Linked DNA regions of Mus musculus: region 2 is linked to region 1. A link is a contact called in public HiChIP or PLAC-seq data. All regions are on one chromosome and are shown on one strand. Each heading gives the region's core, a stretch centred on a gene start, on an enhancer-like site or on the middle of the called end of the contact. The rest is flanking DNA. Distances are from core to core; before and after follow the strand shown. Region 1 has its middle 17 kb from the start of 1700023C21Rik. Region 2 overlaps Arsg (arylsulfatase G).

Region 1 (6,694 bases), core at 3,877-6,376:
ACTTTGATCACTAACTGAGAAAATGCCTTACAGCTGGATCACATGGAGGCATTTCCACAACCGAGGCTCCTTCCTCTCTGATAACCCTAGCTTGCGTCGAGTTGATGCAAAACCAGCCAGTTCAGTTAGAGGACTGATGTGGGCAGACACTTCTCAAAAGACAAAAGGAAAATCGACCAATCTGAACGGTGTAGTAAGCCCAAGCATGGAAGACATAGCCCTGGCAGGCCTTGCCCTTCCCCTTCTTCTTCCCTTGCTGAAAACCATTAGATTACATCTCTAAAGCTAGACTCCAAGATCTGGTCCCTTAATTGGCTACTTCCTCCTCCCGAGGCTGATCTGGAGCAAATAAATCTCCTTTTTGCTGAGAACTTGGTCTCCGAACGTCCTGCACTGATTCCAGTCCCTTCACAACCAATATATGAAGGTGTTTGATATCTGAGGTTGCTTGAACTGCCGTGACAAAATGCCTGGCAGAAACACCTTAAGGGAGGGATGTTTCACACTGGCTCCTAGTTTCAAAAGGTTCAGCCAACATGGCAAGGGAGGGGAAGCTAAAGCTGTGCCTGGCCAAGAAGCAGCTCCTAATTTTGTTCTAGAAGGTAGAAAACTCTTCCTGGGCAACTAATTAGTAATTGATGGCTGGTGCTGTCCCTGGGCTGGTGGTCCTGATAAGCAAGCCAGTAAGCAATACATGTCTCTGTGGCCTCTGCATGGGCTTCTGGCTCCAGGTTCCTACCCTGGTTAAAAGAAGAACAGCAGGACAGTCACAGCTCTCTTCTTTCTTTCCTCTCATCGTCACTGAGTCCTGAGCTCATGAAAAGGCACTGTCAATATGCTTGCTGATTGTCCCTCCTTCGTTATAACCTCTTGGTTATCTCTCTCTCTGTAAAAGCTCACAAAGACAGCAGCAAGTGTCTCAGCAGTCTCCTAGGTGATTCTGAATGTAGCCATGGTGATAATGAAGACTAATGCTCATTCTGGCTGTGGAGGGAGGCAAGTCAAGACTACGCTGAGTCCATCTCACCCATTTATAATAAATAAACCATAGATGCTGCTAATGATACATAAAAATCGGAACCCCTGCGTCCTGCGGACAGGAGTGTAAAAAGAGGCAGCTACTGTGGGAAACCATATCCAAGGTCCCCAAAATGTAAGCGTTAGAACTAGCATCAAATCTAGCTATCTCATCCCTCAATATACGTCTGAAGGAAATGAATTCAGAATTCTGAGGGGTTGCCTATTTACTCGTATTTATTTTAACCCTATTTATATTAACCAAGATTTGGAATTAGCCCAGGTGATATTTAAAAATTTAGTTCATTTTTTTAAAAAAAGTGTTTTTCCATAAAATAATGAATTCGGTCAAGAAGGAGAATGAAGACCTGTCATTTGTAGGGAGATTGGTAGAGCCGGGAGACATTGCGTTAAGACTAGACATATACAAAAGTATCTAGTATTTATCACTTGTTTCCTCTCAAATAAATAACAGAATGAGAAACGTCCCCCACAGACGCACGTGTTTGAACACTTAGTTCCTACCTGTTGGTGCTGTCTGCACCAACAGGTTAAGAAGGCTTCAGGGGGTGGAGTCTTGCTGGAGGAAGTTAGTCACTAAGGGCGGGGCTTGAAACTCTATAGCCCATTCCCACTTCCTGTTCGTTCTTTGCTTCCTAAGTGTAGATACAATATGTCCAGGCTCCAGCCCCTGTCACCATGGCTCCTCTGCCTGCTGCCACATCCTCTGCCACAGTGGACTGCGTCCCTGTGGAACCGTGAGCCAAAATAAACACTTTCTCCCTTTGGTTGTTTTTGTCAGGATATTGATGTCATCACAGCAACAGGAAAGCCAGCTACAACGTGCAGACACTAACATGTTTTTAAAAGAAGAGGAGGGGACCAGAAGATGGAGGATAAAGAGGGCGGGGCACAGAGAGTAGGAGAGACATGGGTGTATATGCGAATGGTATATGTATGTAAGAGCATGTTGTATGATGAATTCTACGAACGTGTATGATAAATATAATCAGAATTTTTTAAAAAGATAGATATGGTCAGAGAACCCCATGGATAGTTCCTGTGAGGAAAACAAGAGGTCAGGAGGTGAGCCAGTCGCATGGGTGTTGGGAATCAGGAGTGGCCATTGCGTTGAAAAGGGATGTCAGTGCTTTGATACGTATGCAGAAGACGATGAAGCAAAATGCTTGGGATTACGTTTATAATGGGATTTGAAGGCACCGTTGCATAGAGTGACAGTTAATTTTTAATTAGTTTAATTTTTAATTTTTTAATTAGTTAATAAGTGTAGGGTGAAGGGTGTGAGCATATTCCATGGCATAAGTGTGGAGCTCAGGGGACAACTTTCAGGAGTCTGTTCTTTCCTGCCACTAGGGGCGCCAGAGATCATTAGGCTTATGTGTCAGGTACTTTTCACTGCTGAGCCATCTCACAAGCAGTTCATTTGACAGGACCTAGAGAGGCCAATGAGTATGTCTGGAGAGAATCTGCAAACAGGATTGACACGTGGACTGATAACTGAGAGAGAAAGACCCTCCCTGGCTGTGGACAGCACTACCCAACAGGTAGGGATGAAGAAGAGGAAGATGACAGCCAGCATGTGAAGGCATCGTTCTTGGGGGGGGGGGGGGCGGTGATCTGTGATTGCTTCCATCACCATTGGAAAGCTGACTCCAGCTTCGATGGTCTCTGAGTCTCACTAGTGACTTCTCCCATCAGCATCTGAGTGGGCGTCTTCACTGGCCGCCTGAGGCTTCCATCTTCTCTGCCTCTCTAGGGTACAGACAGCCATTGTTGGACTTCACAGCCTCCACTTGTGTTCGGGTCCCATCCTAACATTCAGGCACTGAGGTGGAGTAGTGAGTAGGTGGACCAGAGGCTGATAACCTCAGGCCATTTACTTTCTCTTACTTTGGGGTGGGGGGGGGGGGCGGGGAAGAAGCTGATGGCTTCTGGCAATTAACTCCTGCTGATGGCCGCAAGGGATTAAGAAAAGAAACTTAGTTACTTGGGCTCTTTACTCTTTGACTGGGGCGTCTCTGACTGGCCTGAGAGGCTCCAAGGAGCTCAGTAACCCTTCATGAGCCAGAGAGAAAGAAATAGGATAAAAAGTAAGCCATGCCCACCCGCGCGCGCACACACACACACACACACACACACACACACACACAAAACCATCAGTTTCATCAATTTCACAAATGCACATGCATAGTTACATACATGCACATATACCTACATATGTGTGTACATGCAGACACATACATACACACACATATTTACAGATATGTACATTTGGCGAATGGAGCAAAGCCACAACAGCCACACTATTTTTTTCCCTCTCAGCCTTTTTATAACTCCTTAGACAAAAGTTCTTTATAAAATTAGCCCACAGATAAAATGTTACACAAAAAGGAGTTACAGAAGGATGTCCGTAGTAAGTTCAAAGCAGTGTTACATTCTATAAGCTCATTATAAGTTCAAAGCAACAGTTTCCCATGGCCTTGCTCTATCATGGTGCATACCTGTGGCTTCATCCTTGCACCTGACCTAGAATGAATGTTTTTCCTTGATCACAATTCTGCCCCAAGCCTGTTTCTCTTTTTTTTCCTGTAATTTATGAAAGCTCATTGTGTTCCTAATTATGCAGCCTTTACTATTCTATGAGGAGTGGGTACATTCTATTCTTGATTCTAACTATATTACATCTTTCTGGCAAAACGACTAAAACCGTCTCCTTAAACTTTCTTCCTAAAATTATTTGAATCAAACCAGGAATTCTATAAAGTCATTAATTCATCTAAACAGCACTAATTTATGAAAGTTCATCTTCATGTTGATCTGCAGGAAATTTGCCCAATTGGGTGGGCTGGTGCCCAGGAATCATTGGGCTATGTAATAGTGATGGGAAAGTCATAACATCGGTGAGAAGCAATCCTGGGATGACGTCTCTGGGGTCCATGCCTGTCAGAGCTCACCTGTCACAGCCATGCAAAGTGGTGGGCCATCCTCAAAAAAAAAAAAAAACCTTACTTGGTTGCCAAGCTTCATGGCTTATGCCACAATTACATATGCCAGTCCCCCCCCCCAAAAAAAAAATCCCCTTAGCTGTGTTTCCTGTCTGCTAAGAATCAAAGAACAGCCTCCACTGAGCCCCCCCCCCCCAGGATAATATTCTACCCAAGCATGTGAGGCTAAAAGCCAGGATGAACCCTCTGAAACAGTGACCTAAAATAAAAGAAAGGAGCTTTTGTTTCTCCAAGTATTTAGCCACAGCAAAGAGCAAAGGAAGTAATGCATATAGGACCACCTGTTTCAAACCAAAGAAGATGCACATGTGAGTTCCATGGGAAAGTCTCTGATGAGCTGAGCCCTTCATTCAAGTCTAATGGGTTTGTGCAAAAAATAAAAAAGAAAGACATATCAATGTCTGTTACATCATTAGTACATCTTATCCCTCCTGCTATAAAACTCCAGTGACTTGTTCTCCAGTGGCTTCATAACTGATGCTGGGAAAACCCACTTGACATGAAGTGCTCTTTACAAAGTGGTATTGCTTCAAAACGGTAACCCTAGGGACTGAAGAGATGTCTCAGTGGTTGTGAGAGCATGCTGCTCTCTTGTGTGCCTGAATTTGATTTCCAGCATCCATGTCGGCTGACTTAAAACCACCTGCAACTCCAGCTCTGGGCCTTCGTGGGCACCTGTACACACACACACACACACACACACACACACACACACACACCTGTGAATATGTAAAAATAAAGATAAATGTAAAAATCCACAATAAATAGGACAGACAGATGGACAGACAGGATAGGATACATAGATAAGAGCTGTAACCCTAGTTTTGCTTATTGCAGTCGGCCAGCCCATCCCACTAGTTTCATGCTTGCTACTACCCACATATGCATGAGTTGCTTCTCTGGAGATCCCTAAGTGATGTACCAACATCCTACTAAAATCATCTTGGGATGCCACAGACCCACTTAGGCCCTGATGCCCTGCTTTCCTTGTAACAAAAATGAGCCAGTCCCATCATCCTATCTCATCCAAAAAGAATCGGCAGTAATCACACAGCCACACGGTGGCGCTCCTGCTCTATCCCAGCGAGCCAGGTTCTCTGGAGAAAAGATCGGATCCAGAGCCGTGTTTGCAGGGGTTTTCAAAGCTAGCAATGAATAAGCAGCTGCAGAGGCATACAATTTAAGCCAAGAAGATTGCTGAGGGCCAGTAAAGGCAAGTTTACAGTCTTTGTGGTCTAGAAAAGTCCCTGTTCAGACGCCGCCTCCCTTGCAGAAGCTAAAAGTAGTCCCACAAATTCCTCCAGGGAAATGGGAAACCCCTGGGCCAGCAGGAAAGGGCGTGGGGGGGGGGGGTGTCATTGTCGAAGTTTGACTATCCCATTTCTCTAATTCTCCCTACAGTAAAAGACAGCTGTGCCTTGCTGTGTTTTCTTTCTTTCTCGATCATCGAGGTTGCTCTAAAGACTGAGGTCGCCCAAACCCAAGATCTGTAGCCTGCTTACTTGCATGTTTTTGCACACCGGATATGACTCAGGCTGCGCCCAGGATGTCTGCTGCCCACAATCCTTTGGGGGACAGGATCTGTCTGTGCCTCTGTGCAACCGTTTGGTTTATCTGCTGGCCGTCAGAACTCTACCCTGTCATTTAAGCCCCGAACTTAGCCACAGGTCTCAAAACGTCTTAATTCATGGGTTTCTCTAAGTCACGTGATCTCAGTATGAACGGTTTAAAATGCCTTCAGGTTTTTACATTTCTGCTTTTAATGAGGAAACAAACAGAACCAGATACAGGAGTAAGGTCAATGCCAGAGTTAGAAGCCATGGCTTCTGGGGCTGAAGGCGTGGCTTAGTGGGTGAAGCACTTGGTGTTCCTCATGCGCACCTGAGTTCGGATTCTCCAGCACCCATGTAAGCTGGGCATTGAATTGGCATGGCCCATGATTCTCGGGGGGGGGGGGTGCGGGGGGGTACAGATGAGAAGATCCCTGGATCTTACTAACCAGCCAGTTTGGTTGGAACAGTGACTTTCAGGCTCAGTTAGAGACCCTTTTTCAAATACTAAGGTGGACTCATAGGCATCTTGCTACATCAGTCATAAAGGAATATTTTGGAAGAATCAAAGCCAGAGGTCAGGGAGGACCGGAGCAAATGTGTGTTCCGGACACGGTAGGACCACTGCACTGGTGAACTCACAGCAGCTGTGGTTGCCTGTACAAGACCTGCACAGGACCACGACAGTCAGCATTGCAGCATGGAGGGACTCACAAGCCTACCACTTACTAAGGAGCATGGGCAATAGATGGCTTCTGGGAGTGACAGACTCCATTTTTCTTTAAGGGTGTGGCCTCTGAGAGGTTGCCTAAGTTCCAGTGGATTGCCCATACCCATGAGTATGTGGGCAGCTCAAACTGCAACCAGTGGCTAAAAACAAGAACTTGGGAAGAGTTAGGGGAAGGAGTGAAGGGTGATCAAAATACATTGTATGCATGGATGGATTCTCACAAAAGAAATAAAAGTATTGTGTTTTCTAAAGGTAGGGAAGATTAAAGGTTAAAAGGAACACATTTGATGTCAAACACCGGCGTGCAAGGGCACACACATACACACACAAAGGCATATATATTCATGCACACACACATGCATATGCATATG
Region 2 (6,665 bases), core at 1,533-4,032, 310 kb after region 1:
CAGTGAATATTTTAGTGGGAAAAAAATAAAACACTTTAGGACATACAGAAATACAAAAAGAAAAAAAAACCCACATAACTAGTCTGTCACTTGAGGGTATTAATTTTAATATTAAAAATATTAATATTAATTTATTAAGAAGTCAAATTCTTACTTGTGTGTGTGCAGGATATATGCCTGTGAATGTTTGCCCATAGGTGCCTGTGTATGGAGGCCAGAGGTCACCATCAGATGTCCCTCCCCTGCCACCACCACCACCCCCCCCCCTGCCTTCTTTTGAGACAGGGTCTCTCACTATTTCAGCTTGTCTGAACAGTGAAGTCCCAGGATCTCTTTCCCTCCAGCACTGGGCTTACAGGTGTGCCTTGGTGTCCACCTTGTACGCAGGTACTGGGGATCCAAATGCAGGCCTTCAGGCTCTCAAAGCAAGAACTGTCCCCAGGGTCCATCTCCCAAGCCCTGTCCACTAGTCATATTTTCAGTGGATCTTGCTAATGTGATTTTACTCGTTTCTACGTTGTTTGTTAAGACAGTTTCCCGTACCCAGACTTGCCTTGAATTCCTTAGCATCTTGTCTCCACGTTATGAGGGCTAAGACTGCAGGCTTGTGACTTGTGATGTTGTTTTAAAGTCATGTGGAACTTTACCACACTGCATACCTCCCACACATCTACTGTGCTCATATCATGAGACAGGGGTGGGTCGTCAGGAAGAGCAGAGGGGCCAAAGAAACTGACAGCCAGTGGGACTTGCCAGAACCAGGGTGCTGGGCCCACATGGATTCTGGCACGGTTGGACTTTCCCAGAAAAGAGGTCCTGGTACCCAGAGACCAGGACAGCATCAGACTTCAGGGTTATCCTTCCTCTTTCCAGGGCGCTGCCTACGACCCTAAGGCAGAGTTTCCCATTGACTACGGGACAAAGTGTTTCTATTTGCCTGTAGCTTTCACAGTTCACAAAACTGGTAGCTTATCTCTTGAGATAGGCACTCCAGGAACTGGCATCCCACACTGGTGTGCAGTCAAGGCACGCGGAGTCAGCGTGCAACAGAGTACAGAACACTCTGGAATCCTGTCCAGAGTCCAAGGTCCCTGCCACAAACCAGGAAACAGGCAGGTCTACAGTGTGGCCTGCAAGGGGTGAGATGGTTTAGGGCTGTTCAAGCTCAGTCTCTTTCTCTCTCTCTCCCTCCCTCCCTCCCTCCCTCTCTCTCCCTCCCCCCCTCTCTCTCTCACACACACACACACACACACCACACAGAGTTGCACCCCTGAGGGACATCAGCATCAAACCCATAAGAAAGAAAAACAGGCACCACAATAGAGATTTTTAATTTGTGTGTTATGAATACATGTGTGTGGTGTACACACCTATGTGGAGATGTCTACACACCTGTGTGTGGTGTTCACACCTATGTGGAGATGTCTACACACCTGTGTGGTGTGCACACCTATGTGGAGATGTCTACACACCTGTGCGGGGGGTGCACACCTATGTGGGGTGCCTACACACCTGTGGGGGGGTGCATACCCATGTAGAGGTGCCTACACACCTATGTGGGGTGTGCACACCTATGTAGAGATGTCTACACACCTATGTGTGGTGTGCACACCTATGTGGAGATGTCTACACACCTGTGCGGGGTGTGCACACCTATGTGGAGGTGCCTACACACTTGTGTGTGGTGTACACACCTATGTGGAGATGTCTACACACCTGTGTGTGGTGTGCACACCTATGTGGAGATGTCTACACACCTGTGTGTGGTGTGCACACCTATGTGGGGTGCCTACACACCTGTGTGGGGTGTGCACACCTATGTGGAGGTGCCTACACACCTGAGTATGGTGTGCACACCTATGTGGAGATGTCTACACACCTGTGTGGGGTGTGCACACCTATGTGGAGATGTCTACACATCTGAGTATGGTGTGCATACCTATGTGGAGATGCCAACACACCTGTATGCATATGCAGAAGCGGGAATAAGGTATTGGATGTCTTCTATCTGTCACTGGTTATTCCTTTGAGGCAGTGTCTCTCCCTGAACCTGGGGCTTGCATCTTCTCTGCTAGATCGAAGCCAGCAAGGCCCGTTGATTTTTTTCATGCCGTCTCACCCTGCCCATCTTGAGCTGAGGTTGCAGGGAAGCACAGGCTGCCCAGTTTGCTACGTGGGTGCTGGGATCTAAAACCCAGTCTTCTTTATTGCTCAGAGAAGGCTCTTGACCAATAAGCCATCTCTTCTCCCTCTCTCTCTGTCTCTCTCTGTCTCTCTCTGTCTCTCTCTCTCTCTTTCTCTCTCTCTCTCTCTCTCTCTCTCTCTCTCTCTCTCACACACACACACACACACACACACACACACACGAAGTAGACTGTAGGCTTTCTTTTGTGGTCTTCGGAGACATCAGCGTCACAGACGGGTCAAATCAGCAAGTCTGGGAGACTCTGTATTGACTTTCAGAATGAATTACATACTTTCCTTTTTCCATCCTTTTCCTCCTCTGCATCACGAGGTTTGGCATCTTACCACAGCACTAATCCAGATCTAAACACTCCAGGGAATCCCAGTGTGTCAGTGTGGCATGCCCTTCAGAGGTTTCTAATCTACACAGAACTCAAGAAGAACTGCCTCACACAAAGAAAACTTCTTCAACAGGTTTGGTGACTCTCACTGCTCAGGGGAGCCAAGTCCAGCATTGGGCATGCCTGGGCTGTCAGTCACTCGTCGGAGAATGGCAGGAGCCCAGCCCCTGAGCTAAGCCTGTGACCAGGAAATGCTCCATGCAACACACAGACCTGGGCTTTCCTGCATGTGAACCTGGAGGGCAGATCTGTTTTACAGAGGCTGCTGATAGAGGGCAGATTTGTCTTACAGAGGCTGCTGATGGCTTTCCAGGCCTCAGTCTTAACCCAAGAAACAGGTCCTGGAAGTCTCAGAAGCCTTGAAGAAATAGAACAAGCAAACAAGCAAAGAACAACAACAAAAAAGCCAAACCCCAAACCTGCAAAACCAACCCTGCACTTCCAATGCGTTCACTGGGATGCTTGGCTTTTTATCCTTGCTTTCATGGGGTTTCCTGTCCTTTTTTTTTTTTTTTTCTTAAAAAAAAGAGGAGTTGGAGAGACAGCTCAGCTCTTGCAGAGGCCCTAAGTTTGATTTCCAGGCCCCACATTAGGCAGCTCAGAACTTCCTGTAACTTCAACCTCTGTGGGTAGCTGTACTCGCATGTACATACTGCCTCCCCCCACCACAAACACACACACACACACACACACACACACACACCTCGCCACCCAAAAGGCATAATGAAGCCTAAACGAAATTACATTTTACAACTATTGATGTGAAGACAAATATATAAAGATGCTATTTTATCCCACTTTAAAGTACTTTTCCTTTCTTCTTTGGGGTGTGTGTGTGTATGTGTGTGTGTGTGTGTGTGTGTGTGTGTGTGTGTGTGTGTGTGTGTGTGATCCCTCAGAGTGCTGGGGTCACAGGCATACATTGGGCTATTCCGATGTGGATTCTGGGGACTCAGACTCAGGTTCTGTGCTTGTGTAAGTATTTCTATCCACTGAGAAACCTCCCTAGCCCCAAGTATTTTCTTTATCTTGTTTTGAGACAAGACTGTCACGTATCCAAGGCTAGGTTCTAGTGTTGAGATTACTGCACCACCAAACCCTGTATAGGCAGTGCTGGGGGATCGAACCCTAGATTTTGTGTGTGCTGGGCAAACACTCTACCAACTGAGCTACATCCCTGCTCCCCTCACGTAAATATCTTACAGGCTCTGGCATTGTCCTTTATGGGTCTGATGTATAAGTGGGTTTCTGTCCCACAAACACTACTTCACAAGCCCTCTGATAGTGGAAAGGAAGGCAGGGCCCACTCACGAAAGGAGATAGCTGAGATAGAGAGGCCTCTGCATGGTGACACAAAAGGCTAGCCTGGGAGTGGGCAACGTGACCCCTGAGTAAGCTGGAGTCGCTCTTCCGCATCGTTCCATCCTTACAAAACTATTGTCTTTTTCGTGGTTCTCTGACATTTGTTCATAGGAGATGTGTACGTTTCTGAAACCTTTTTTTTGTTTGTTTTTAAAATAAGATCTTGCTATGCTGTCCAGGCTGCTTTGGAGTTCTAAATTCAAGCAACTGTTTTGTTTCAGATCCTCCCAGGGGGTGGGGACCCATCCAACCGGTTAGGTTAGTGCTCTCATCCAAACAAGGTATCAAAGGGAATTGACTGGGTGGCTGTGAGGAGGGTACTAAAGGCTCTGCCTGCTGTACCCCAGGCTATGTGAGCAAGGAATGAAGGGTCACATGGGGGCTTCCTTCTGGTAGAACAGCCCTGGGCTCCAATGTTGGGTGAGTGTCAGGGAGAGGACAGGAGGGAGGGTTTCCATAGAAGCTGAGCACGGTTGTACTAGGGGGAAATCTGACCCAAGGATGGGTAGAGAGAAGAGGATGTAGTGGTTTGAATATGCTTGGCCCAGGGAATGGCACTATTAGGAGGTATGACCTTGCTCGAGGAGGGGTGGCCTTGTTGGAGGAAGTGTGTCACTGTGGGTGTGGGCAATAAGACCCTCCTCCTAACCATGTGAAAACCTACTTTTTCCTAGAGGCCTTCAGATGAAAAGGTAGAAGAACTCTCAGCTTCTCCTGTACCATGTGTGCCTGGATGCTACCATACTCCTGCTTTGATGTTAATGGACTGAGTCTCTGAACCTGTAAGCCATCTTCAATTAAATGTTGTCCTTATAAGGGTTGCCTTGGTCATGGTGTCTGTTCACAGCAGTAAAACCCTAACTAAGACAGGGGGCTTTCAGGGAAGGGTTGGGGATACTTGGACCCAGATAAAGGAGTGACTCTCATCTCCTCTCTCCCTGGGAGATAAGTACAGAAAGATGCCAAGAATAGAAGAGTTGGGAAGAGAACCACCTCCAGTGGAGGAATAGAACTGTCCCGAGGATCCAGAAACAGGTTCTTTTTTAGCATTTAATTGTAATTTTCTTTCTGCATTGTTTAGTCCCTCTCATTATCCCTGAAAAAAGGCTAGGTTCCCACCCCTTCCTGGTCTTAGTCACACTGCAGAGGCTTCAGGGACTAGCCCGTGTTCACGTTTGACTGGCAGCCCATCTCAGTAGCTCCCCACCCTGGAATCTCTCTTACAGACAAAAAGCATCTACTTCAGAGATACTTGAGTGTCGGGAATACCAGATCACAAATGGTGAATCATGGACATCAGCCCAGCAGGCTGGAAAGAGACACTGACCCATCTCCCTCAACCCTCACCGCAGCCAGGAGGGAGCAGAGGGCCTTGAAGAGAGATGCATGGTTGGGTACCACAGGACATGCTGTAGACAAGGGATCTTTACAGCTTCTGTCTCTGGACCCAATTCTATGCCTGCAGACAAGACAGAGCCTGCCGACCTTTACCCCTTCCATATAACCACTGTCTTATTCATATCCGCAGACCCACCACCCGGCCCCCAGGGTAGCTCAGGGCTCCTCTGCAACTCTAGCTGATTTTCCAATGAGATTATTGGCCCAGCCAATTCTGGCTTGCCTCCATTCTTGCCAGATGTGATGCTCTTTCCACAACAGGGATGGGGAATGTCCATCTCAAGCAACATATGTGGCCAGTCCTCCATCAACAACAGGGATGAAGATGTTCATCTCAGGCACAAAGCCAGGTGTGGTTCTCCATTGACAACAGGGATAGAGATGCTCATCTCAGGCACAGAGCCAGGTGTGGTCCGCCATTGAGAAATGGGATGAAGATGCTCATCTCAGGTACAGAGCTAGGTATGGTCCTCCATTGAGAAATGGGATGAAGATGCTCATCTCAAGCACAGAAGAGACCCTTCATCTTTTTTCATAAGACTAAGAGAAATTTCCCTAAGGTTCTTTTTGTCCTTTCAGGGGACACAGGACTGCCTGGAGATACCTTGATTGTCACAAACAGTTACTGGGAAGAGGCCTGGCAATGTGCTAAATATCTCAAATGCACAGAATAGACCCCACATGTCACAGCCAAGAATTACTTGACTCAAAATACACATGATGCTACATTCAAGAAACCCTGAACTAGAATTGTAAGGTAAAACTATTGTGCCTTTTCTACTTTGCCCCCAAAGCCATTCTTCTGAGGGAAACTTAATTTCTCGACATCAAGAACACCCAAGCTGAGCCGGGCGGTGGTGGCACACGCCTTTAATCCCAGCACTCGGGAGGCAGAGGCAGGCGGATTTCTGAGTTCGAGACCAGCCTGGTCTACAGAGTGAGTTCCAGGACAGCCAGGGCTGCAGAGAAACCCTGTCTCGAAAAACAAACAAACAAACAAAGAACACCCAAGCTATTTGCTCATCACTGCTCCCTGGTCTCCAGAGCAATGTTTCACCCACAGTCAGAACCAGGAACAAGGATGGGTCGTCTCTATTCGATAATTGTGTCTTTGGGCTTTGTGGGGGTGGGCAGTCATGTGCAAGATCTTTCTAAAATACTATTATATCACTTTGGCACACATCCGAATATTAATGCTGAGTATCTCTAAAAGGTAGCCAATGAGATTTGTGCTAAACACTCTCCGGCACACCCTTTTTAAATTTAATTTGTATTATATTCATTTGTTTTTTTGTGTGTGTCTGTGTGTGGACACAGCAG

Evidence for each region. HiChIP or PLAC-seq counts read pairs in DNA pulled down with a chosen protein or histone mark.
Region 2: an H3K27ac HiChIP or PLAC-seq map of regulatory T cells shows a contact between it and region 1, with 4 times the contacts expected there. The contact joins two enhancer-like sites. A contact is called at or near these places in 1 of 484 Hi-C or Micro-C datasets (embryonic fibroblasts) and 3 of 115 datasets of contacts at active chromatin or transcription factors (large pre-B cells, memory CD8 T cells and regulatory T cells).

What each region holds. Positions count from the first base shown.
Region 1 is chr11:109,859,228-109,865,921 of GRCm38.p6, reverse strand. No RefSeq gene overlaps it. Among named protein-coding and RNA genes, the nearest start is that of 1700023C21Rik, 17 kb to the right of the region's middle. Within about 2 kb of position 5,126, at least 229 of the 459 cell types and tissues checked have an H3K27ac peak or open chromatin away from gene starts, as enhancers often do. A contact at or near this core is called in memory CD8 T cells and regulatory T cells, where this site is marked.
Region 2 is chr11:109,550,683-109,557,347 of GRCm38.p6, reverse strand. All of the region lies in intron 11 of Arsg (arylsulfatase G), which reads right to left. Among named protein-coding and RNA genes, the nearest start is that of Gm39442, 24 kb to the left of the region's middle. Within about 2 kb of position 2,782, at least 63 of the 459 cell types and tissues checked have an H3K27ac peak or open chromatin away from gene starts, as enhancers often do. A contact at or near this core is called in memory CD8 T cells and regulatory T cells, where this site is marked.